Regions from separate parts of the Drosophila melanogaster genome. Here all the other regions are linked to region 3. Evidence: chromatin contacts called from public Hi-C data. All regions are on one chromosome and are shown on one strand. The core of a region is the stretch at or near the end of the contact, and the rest is flanking DNA. Distances in the headings are between cores, read along the strand shown.

What was found. Hi-C and Micro-C count contacts between places; a contact is called where the count stands out from the background.
Region 1: a contact with region 3 is called in a Hi-C map of the Kc167 cell line, with 2.1 times the contacts expected there. The contact joins the promoter of CycD here to the promoter of Dsp1 in region 3. A contact is called at or near these places in 2 of 107 Hi-C or Micro-C datasets (the Kc167 cell line and embryonic neurons).
Region 2: a Hi-C map of the Kc167 cell line shows a contact between it and region 3, with 2.1 times the contacts expected there. The contact joins the promoter of SMC3 here to the promoter of Dsp1 in region 3. A contact is called at or near these places in 3 of 107 Hi-C or Micro-C datasets (the Kc167 cell line and embryo).

What each region holds. Positions count from the first base shown.
Region 1 is chrX:15,908,274-15,911,182 of dm6, reverse strand. CycD (Cyclin D) reads left to right here and starts at 1,507. Exons shown (of 5, transcript NM_167473.2): 1 at 1,507-2,646; 2 at 2,865-2,909. The coding sequence starts at 2,074. Lrp4 (LDL receptor related protein 4) reads right to left here and starts at 313. Exons shown (of 14, transcript NM_001169298.2): 1 at 195-313.
Region 2 is chrX:16,592,021-16,594,720 of dm6, reverse strand. It overlaps SMC3 (Structural maintenance of chromosomes 3), which reads left to right and starts at 1,282. Exons shown (of 5, transcript NM_078650.3): 1 at 1,282-1,369; 2 at 1,447-1,561; 3 at 1,638-1,777; 4 at 1,975-2,700. The coding sequence starts at 1,355. It overlaps Ubc7 (Ubiquitin conjugating enzyme 7), which reads right to left and starts at 1,044. Exons shown (of 4, transcript NM_001298405.1): 1 at 678-1,044; 2 at 534-615; 3 at 191-450; 4 at 1-30. The coding sequence starts at 720.
Region 3 is chrX:16,332,101-16,334,998 of dm6, reverse strand. Dsp1 (Dorsal switch protein 1) reads right to left here and starts at 1,387. Exons shown (of 7, transcript NM_206762.3): 1 at 1,236-1,387; 2 at 586-698. The coding sequence starts at 609. It overlaps CG9921, which reads left to right and starts at 1,399. Exons shown (of 3, transcript NM_001272680.2): 1 at 1,399-1,624; 2 at 2,877-2,898.

The sequences.
Region 1 (2,909 bases), core at 258-2,757, 420 kb after region 3:
TATGTATGTCATGAGCACCACACACGCGAACATATGCATATTAAACACAGTATTATTAAACAAAAAGAACCTCCTGAAACTTTGACACTTTTCGATTCCAATTAGCAAGTGGCGGGCGAGAACAATTGAATCAGCTAATTGTTCCACACACATTTGTGTGGGTAATTTACGTGAATGAAAAATTATTTTCGTACAGCACGTCTCTTGTCTTCTTCGGGAATATAACGAATATAAAATTTCAGGGGATTACAGCATCCCTCTGACGGAAAGCGAAGTCGGCGGACGCGAGTGTTCCACTCAACTCTCGTGTGCTGTTTCAAAGTTTTCTCTGAATCCTTAAGCTTTTTCTGGGAAGCGAGCTTTTGTCTGTGTGCCGAGAGTGAGGGTAAATTAATTTGCAACAACTAAGTTAGCAAAATGCGAACCCAATTAAGGATTGTATCATTGAAAGCATTCTCCACGCTGCAGTTTTTCCTAAAAAACAACAAAAAACTGCAGCACCGAAATTAGGACAATGGACATGGAAGTCCATTTTAATCTCGATGTGTACATATATCGGTACATCATTTCTCGGAAGGGATCCACAGGTTACTTTTGTTTATCATTAACCTGGCATTCCTAAGTCGCGAAAGCTTTTTACCCTTTTATCAATATCTTATTAATTATTAAACAAAGCAGCAAAGATTATATCTTTTTTTTACAATTGCTTTTAGAATTTTTTTAGTGAAATTATTTTAGGTTTCTTACATGTCTTACTGTTTGTCATCTAAAACTGTTTAAGTACAACCCTAAAGAAAATAACAGCAGTTCAATGCTTTTTGTAAGCGGTACAGGATCTTTAAGTGCAGCATTCATTTATTTACGACTCTTTCGAACAACCTGCCATTTAATCAACAGGTTCCGGCCATTTAAACGGAATTTAATAAGGGTGTTTTGATCACGATTCAACCTAGTAGGGTGATGCCAGTGAGTTTTGCATTACTGACCATTTTGTCGTGGACCACGATCGTTAAATGTATGACATGCCGAAAGATCGACTGTCAGTACCATCCTTACATGAATGCAGGGTGGCAACGCCCTAGCATATTTTAGTATTTTTGATTTTGCTGGAGTAATTGGAACACTTGAGTGATGTGAAATTCACATCAAGAGTAAGTTCGTAAGATCGTATAACAAAAAGCTTATTTAAGAAAAAAAGTAGTGCAATTAGAAGAACTTTGTTTTTATTATAAGGGTAAGACCCTTTTATAGTCCATCAAACCCATTGATGGATTATAAGTTTTTAATGTTCTAATAACAACCCTAAGTGAAACATATTTCACAAGCAACAAGTTGGAAACGCAATGAGGAGGTTCCCCTTTTCAACGTATTTCGCTTGCCTTTCATTGCAAAGGATAGTACTATACTAATAACCGATGAAGATCGATATGTTTTACTGATCGCAGTGAGCAAGAGATATAACTCCGATGACGGCATGCTGAACTAGTTTTTTTCTGCCATAAGGTGTAACTATCTGGTTCACATAAATGCTTTGTCCACGCCGGTTAAGTGGCAAACGTGTGCAACTTCGAGTATACTTTTTTAATAGTTAATTTACATTACTCCATGAAGTGCTGTGCCGTTTGTATATAACCAGAATTCCGAGAATAGGCGTAAGTGAAAACTTTTGTTCTCGAGCTGATCGTACATAGCCATGCATGTACATGTACATAAGTACATAGTGTGAAATGAACGAGTTATTTCTGAGCAGGTCGAAAAAATATGTAAATAATGTAATGTGCATATGAATAAGTCAAGGTATTAGGGTTATATGCTATACTCTAGTGCTCCCACAGGACTAAACACATATGCCCGCAGTGTGCCCATACTTGAGCAAATACTTGAATTAAATGTGAAAAGAAGGTTGCAACATACATATGTATGTATGTACTTATGTACGATCATTTCCTATTGTACGCAGTGTTCCCATATCGGAGTTACCCAAAGTTCCTGATAAATCGGCACACATAAATGGCTTGAGAGTGCGGCGATCCATAGAATCCATAGCTTTAAACGGAACGTATGGCCGATATAATGGATCTTTTATGCTCGGAAATCATAGTCTACGAATCAGATCCATCATTGTATCGTTTGAACAAACGACAGCAGCAAATGTCCTCACCGGCGATCATTCGGGATCAATCATCGATATGTTCATCCTTGGGGGACGCGGAATCCGATTCCCATCCGGATGCCCAGAACAATGCCGTAGTGTGCAATATGAAGGAGCTGGTGTATATATACGCGTCCGTGGACTCGGCTGCGAAAAATCCAGAACAATTGGAGCCGCCTCCGCCACCTCCACCACCGCCGCCACCACCACCGACAGCGACCCAATCAATCCAAAGTTATCCGCGTTACATCAGCCAGGAGCCACCGACGTCACATTGCCAACGACTCGACGAACGCCTGACCACAACAGCCGATCCACCCGCAACCGACAACGTGAACACTGCCATCGGGGATCCCACATTGTATTCGGATCGGTGTCTGGAGAATTTCCTCAAGGTCGAGGAGAAGCACCACAAAATTCCCGACACGTACTTTAGCATCCAGAAGGATATTACGCCACCGATGCGCAAAATTGTCGCCGAATGGATGATGGAAGTGAGTAATTAAACGAAATGTAGATACAGCATCCAAATCATATCAAGCTAGCCGACTGTGATATACGCATTATTTATAATCTGTTAGAAAATATTACCAAATAGATGGAAGTTTCCAAGAACTTCATTAATTAGTGTTTGTTTTAGTAGTCCTTATCGCACACCCATTACAATATTTTGACTACCCTTTTCGTTCATTAATTGAATACATGTTCACAGGTGTGTGCCGAGGAAAATTGCCAGGAAGAGGTCGTATTACTGGCA
Region 2 (2,700 bases), core at 33-2,532, 260 kb before region 3:
CCACATTAGCGCCGCTCTCATCGTTGGGTTCTGTGGGCAAAAATGAACGACATCAGTTTGAACTTAAGGAATGAACAAGTGAAGTGAACTATCGGCATGATCAACCATATAATCTAGTGAACAAATGAACTTGGAAGTAGATACCCCCGTTGGAATTGCCCTTAAGACTTTATTGTGACTTTTTTCTTACCCGCCAGCATGCTGACCACACTAAGCAAAATCTTCTCCACGCTCTGGACAGGACTCCAGCGCTCCGCGGATAGCTCGTAGCCCATGGGATCGTCGCCGGGTGCGTGTAGTATTGATATGCAGACCCGCCCGTCGGCGAATATGTTGGGATGGAACATGTCACAAGTGAATTTCATTTTAGGCGGACTCAGAGGATAGTCGGTCGGAAAGATGAGCCGGGCAGGAAACACTCCGCCCTCGAAACAAGTGCCCTCAGGTCCGCTGCAAAGGGCAAAGTGCAATTAATGGGTTAATCTGTCCACATCTGTCCGATCCGTGTCGATCGTTCGGGGATCTTAACTCACGCAATCAGTGCCTCCCACTCGAAGAAGTTGTCCTCGCTGATGGGGCCGGCCACAATGCCCTCGGGCGGGTCAAGTGTTAACTCTGGAGATGATCGGAGCGGTGGTAAGGGAAAGCTGTTGCTGCCCTGTGGACTTTCGACTCACGTTTGTATTCCGCCATCAGGCGGCGCAGTGCGGACCCAGCCATCCTAAATGCGCTCGATGGTAATGATGATGGTTCAGTTCACGGGCTCCTTCTCCCCACTGTGACCACTTCCTTTGAGTTTCCTTCAGCTGCTTCTCCGTTTCCTGTCCACCTGCTCCTGCACCTGCTACACCCGAATGGGGTCCTTGCTTGTTTTGGCGGCAATCGCGAACTTTCCAGATCCTCGGGCACGGGTCAAAATACAGACACGTCGTAATATAATAAACACAAACGGTGTTCCGTGTTTATTTATATCGAATGAATCGAGTGGCTTTCTATAAAAATATATCTGTACTGAGTGAATTTAACAAGAGTAATCGATTCGATTCGATAACGTCGGCTATCGTTGTTTTAGTATTTCACACCTTCAAACTACCTTATTAAATTAATTATTTGTTTGCTTCTTAAACCATTATTGATGGACACTTTTAGTTGTAAAATTTAAAATTATTTTTTTGTTTTATATCATTTGAATTTTTGGTTCGATTGCAAGCCAGTGTTTTTCAAAGTTGGGATATCGATGACATCGATAGTGAAACGCAAACATCGATAAGTCGCTGCCCGAGTCGATATTATTTATGTATTTGTTGTAAAACAAAAAGAGCGCGATTTTGTGCAAAAAATCGCATATAATAAGATGCACATCAAGCAGGTGAGTGTTGAAATGACGGCCATGCTCCTGGCCACCCATTGGACACCGAAGATCTGAAATCCACCCGTTAATTCCAGATTATTATACAAGGCTTCAAGAGTTACAAGGACCAGACGGTGGTGGAACCATTCGACAAGCGCCATAACGTTGTTGTTGGACGTAATGGCTCCGGGAAGAGCAACTTCTTCTACGGTTAGTATCAGCTCCAGCCTGCCTGTTCAGCTAACCATATTTAATCGACCCTAATGCTATCCCATCCACTTTGCAGCCATCCAGTTTGTGCTAAGCGATGAGTTCACCCACTTGCGGCCGGAGCAGCGTCAGTCGCTTCTGCACGAGGGAACAGGTGCCCGCGTCATCTCCGCCTATGTGGAGATCATCTTCGACAACTCGGACAACCGAGTTCCAGTGAGTAGTCAAACCAAGTGACCCAGAAAACATAGTCTTTGCAAGAACTCTACTGCCTTGGAAGATGTAGTCAATGGTTGTAACATATCGCTCAAAATCCTCTAAAGCAACCCGCTCATAGCATCTTCTCATAATATTCAAACTTATAGGCAAACATTTCTAGCCACTTCATAACTGACGCTACGCTTATTTTGTAGATCGACAAAGAAGAGATCTTTCTGCGGCGCGTGATTGGCGCCAAAAAGGACCAGTACTTCCTCAACAAGAAGGTGGTGCCGCGCAATGAGGTGGTCAATCTGCTGGAATCGGCTGGTTTTTCCAGTTCAAATCCCTACTACATTGTCAAGCAGGGCAAAATCAATCAGATGGCAACTGCCGCCGATTCCTATCGTCTCAAGCTGCTACGCGAAGTCGCGGGAACGCGTGTTTACGACGAACGGAAGGAGGAGTCGTTAAATCTATTGCGCGAGACGGACAGCAAGGTGGAGAAAATCAGCGAGTACCTAAAGACCATCGAGGATCGGCTCCAGACGCTCGAAGAGGAGAAGGAAGAGCTAAAGGAGTACCAGAAGTGGGACAAGACGCGCCGCACGCTAGAGTATATACGCTACGAAACCGAGCTGAAGGACACCAAGAAGGCTCTCGACGAGCTCCAGCTGCAGCGCAAGTCGTCCTCGGACAAAAAGAAGATCTACAACATTGAGATTCAGAAGGCACAAGAGAAGATCAAGGATGTGCAAAAGAACCTTAAAGAGGCAAAGAAGAAAGTGCAGAGCACAAAGGAGGAGCGCTCCGTACTGATGACGGAGCAGCAACAGTTACTGCGCGAGAAAACGAAACTAGACCTAACCATTGTCGATCTAAATGACGAGGTTCAGGGCGACAACAAGTCCAAGGAGCGGGCTGACCAGGAGCTTAAGAAC
Region 3 (2,898 bases), core at 138-2,637:
CCAGCATATTTCATAAGAAACGAAAAGCAATGCGGTTTACCGTTTACATCAAGGCATTCACGATTCTTGGTATAAATGTACATATTTGTATATTTATACAAACTAATAAGAAAAATGGCGGACTTGGATGCGCACGCAAAATACAATTTTGATTGTACAGCGTCGCTTTTTTGTTTGTATGCATACTTGCACATACATAGGCGTACACTTTTTGCATTTAGTAACATGCCGATTTACTTAATAACTAAAAACAAAAGCGAGACGCAATGGATGTACAAGCGCTTGCATGTACATACGTATGTAAGTATGTATGCAGCATATATATTCACAAAAAGTTTCCACTGCGGCTGAGAAAAGGCAATCAGGTGCCGAAATATCCAAATAAATAATAAATAAATAGGTGCCTGGCTTTTTTGTTAATTATACATTGTCGTTTGGCGGGAAAATGATTAAAACGCGGCAACCTATACATAAACGCGCCCATGATTGTATGTGTGTTGTGCCATGAGTGTATATAAATGTGTGTTTGTGTGTGCGTGCGTGTGTGTTTTAAATAAAACGCCGTATACCTGCACACAAGCTTACCTGTATTTGATGAAAGTGTTCCATAACTGTGAGATTTCGGATCTAGTCCGAATGTTTCAATCGTGGATTGGCTTTATACTGGGATTTCCGTTCTATATCTTTCACTTTTATTCCTAAATGGTTAAAGCATATATATTTAGTTTTAGCACAAGTACGTATGTATGTAATACGCACACCAACGCAAATTGGAGTCGAGTCTTAAGCCAGTTTTTTTGTCTGTTTTCCTTTTTTTAATACTGTTCTACGCAGTTTGTTGTACGTCGTATTGTATTGATTATTGCATGTATGTATGCATGTACGGCCACAAACGCGAATGTATGATGCACGTTACAAGGAAAAAAAGGAACACGGCACAAGCCAAAACTTCGAAATGAAATTCGAAAATTTAAGAATTTCACAATGCACGTTGTTTTTTTGTACTTCTTTTTTTTTGTCTAGGCCTTTTTCGCTTATTTGTTGTTTGATTTTATTTGTTTTTTTGGTTGGGAAAACGCGAAACGCGGGCGGCTTTGCGGATTTGTTTTGTCGTTTGTATTTAGCTTGTAAAAAATAAACAAACAGCGCTGCATACGCTGAGTTTATTGTATCGTATCGTATCGCTTGTGTTTTGTTGGTGTGGTATGGTATATATGCTATACAGTACACAGTACACAGCACACAGTATGGTATCGTATCAATGCGAATGCGGAAAATACAATATATGAGGTTGGTTCGCGCGCCGCTCGTACCAACAACGAATGAATTGAATTGAATTGCCGTCTCTGCCTTACCTTCTCACTGTGCTTCCAAATCCAAACGGGCGGATAAATGTGTATGCGTTGCGTTGCGTTGGACTGTGTGCGCAATTCTTTGCTGGTGTGCGTGTGTGCGGGAGAGCGAGAGCGCGAAGAGAGTCGTTATAGTCATTTTGTTGGTAGAATTAGTGTTGCTGAGAGAGCGCTCAGTGTCATATACATACATATGTACATACACGTGGTGGAGGGAAAAGGCCTTATAAAACTTTTTGGCCTGTTACTTTCATACAAACATACGATCACGGGTATGTACATAAACGCTGGCGTGCCAAACATACAAACTATGGAGTGTGTGGAGTGTGGGAAAAATACAGAACTGTATGTATGCATATGTACATTACACAGTTCTTAGGGCCAAAATTTATTTTAAACATACATATCTTATTTTTAACTGCCAGCTACATTCGTTAATGCGACGAATTCTACAAAACCGATATGCATCAATGCAAACACATTGATACATAGCCAAGCATATACAACTGTGCTCATGCTAATAGTAGTGCATATGACCGCCACTTTCTAAATTGATGATTTTATATGAATGCTATGTTCAATTTGTCAAGCGGTTTTTCAGAATGAATAAGTTCATATTAATTACTGAAATTATATGTTTTGTTAAAGAGCAGTGCAGGTACAAAAAGCCATTTGTAACTGCTTTGCTTGTTTTGCGACACAGAAGACGAAGCGAAAAAAAAAATTAATTAACAAAAGGGAATACGGAAAAAAACCGTTTGATGCCTTTCAGTGCTATTTCCACGAACGCAGCTGTATGTACATACGTGTGGAACACACAAACATATGTACATCGCAGCGACCCGCTACATACACATACACATTTTCATTTTGTGTGTTCCCGTCTGACTGTACTTTCAATTCGAATTCGAAAGAGAAAAAAATGTTCTCTTATGTTTTAAAACAAATTCTCCCTCAATTCTCTCTGTCATACAGAGAGAAGGAGTAATGCATGTGTGTATGTTTGTAATGTATGAGGTCACAAAAATCCAAAAAAAAAAATAAAATCTCAATTATATTGGCCATTAAAATTATTTATTAATTTTTCCATACTATACTTAAGATTTTCGCTTTAAAATTTATTTGCGGTTTTTTAAATTATTTGTTTAAATCGATTATTTATATATGTATATTTTAATATTTATTGACTTCGAAATACTTTAAAATACCAGCCCTGTTCTGGTTTCTTCGAATTAAAACAATATAAATTATTTTAAATGGTGAAATTAATTTCGTTCTAAAAAATTCAGGTATATTTATTTCTTAGGGAAATAAAGTATTATTTGCTGCTAGTTTTATTATGTTAAAAAAAGGTATAGACAAATTAGTAGATGTGTAATTTTGGTAAAGGGTGTGAACCATATCAAATGTTAATACATGTAATATAGTTATATTATAGCAAATATATTAAAAAAAAGAAAGAAAAAAAAGGCGTTGTTTATTTAAAAATAACGTTTTTCCATTCATGGCTTGTTTCAATCTCAGAACGTTTCTTGATGTTTGTCGT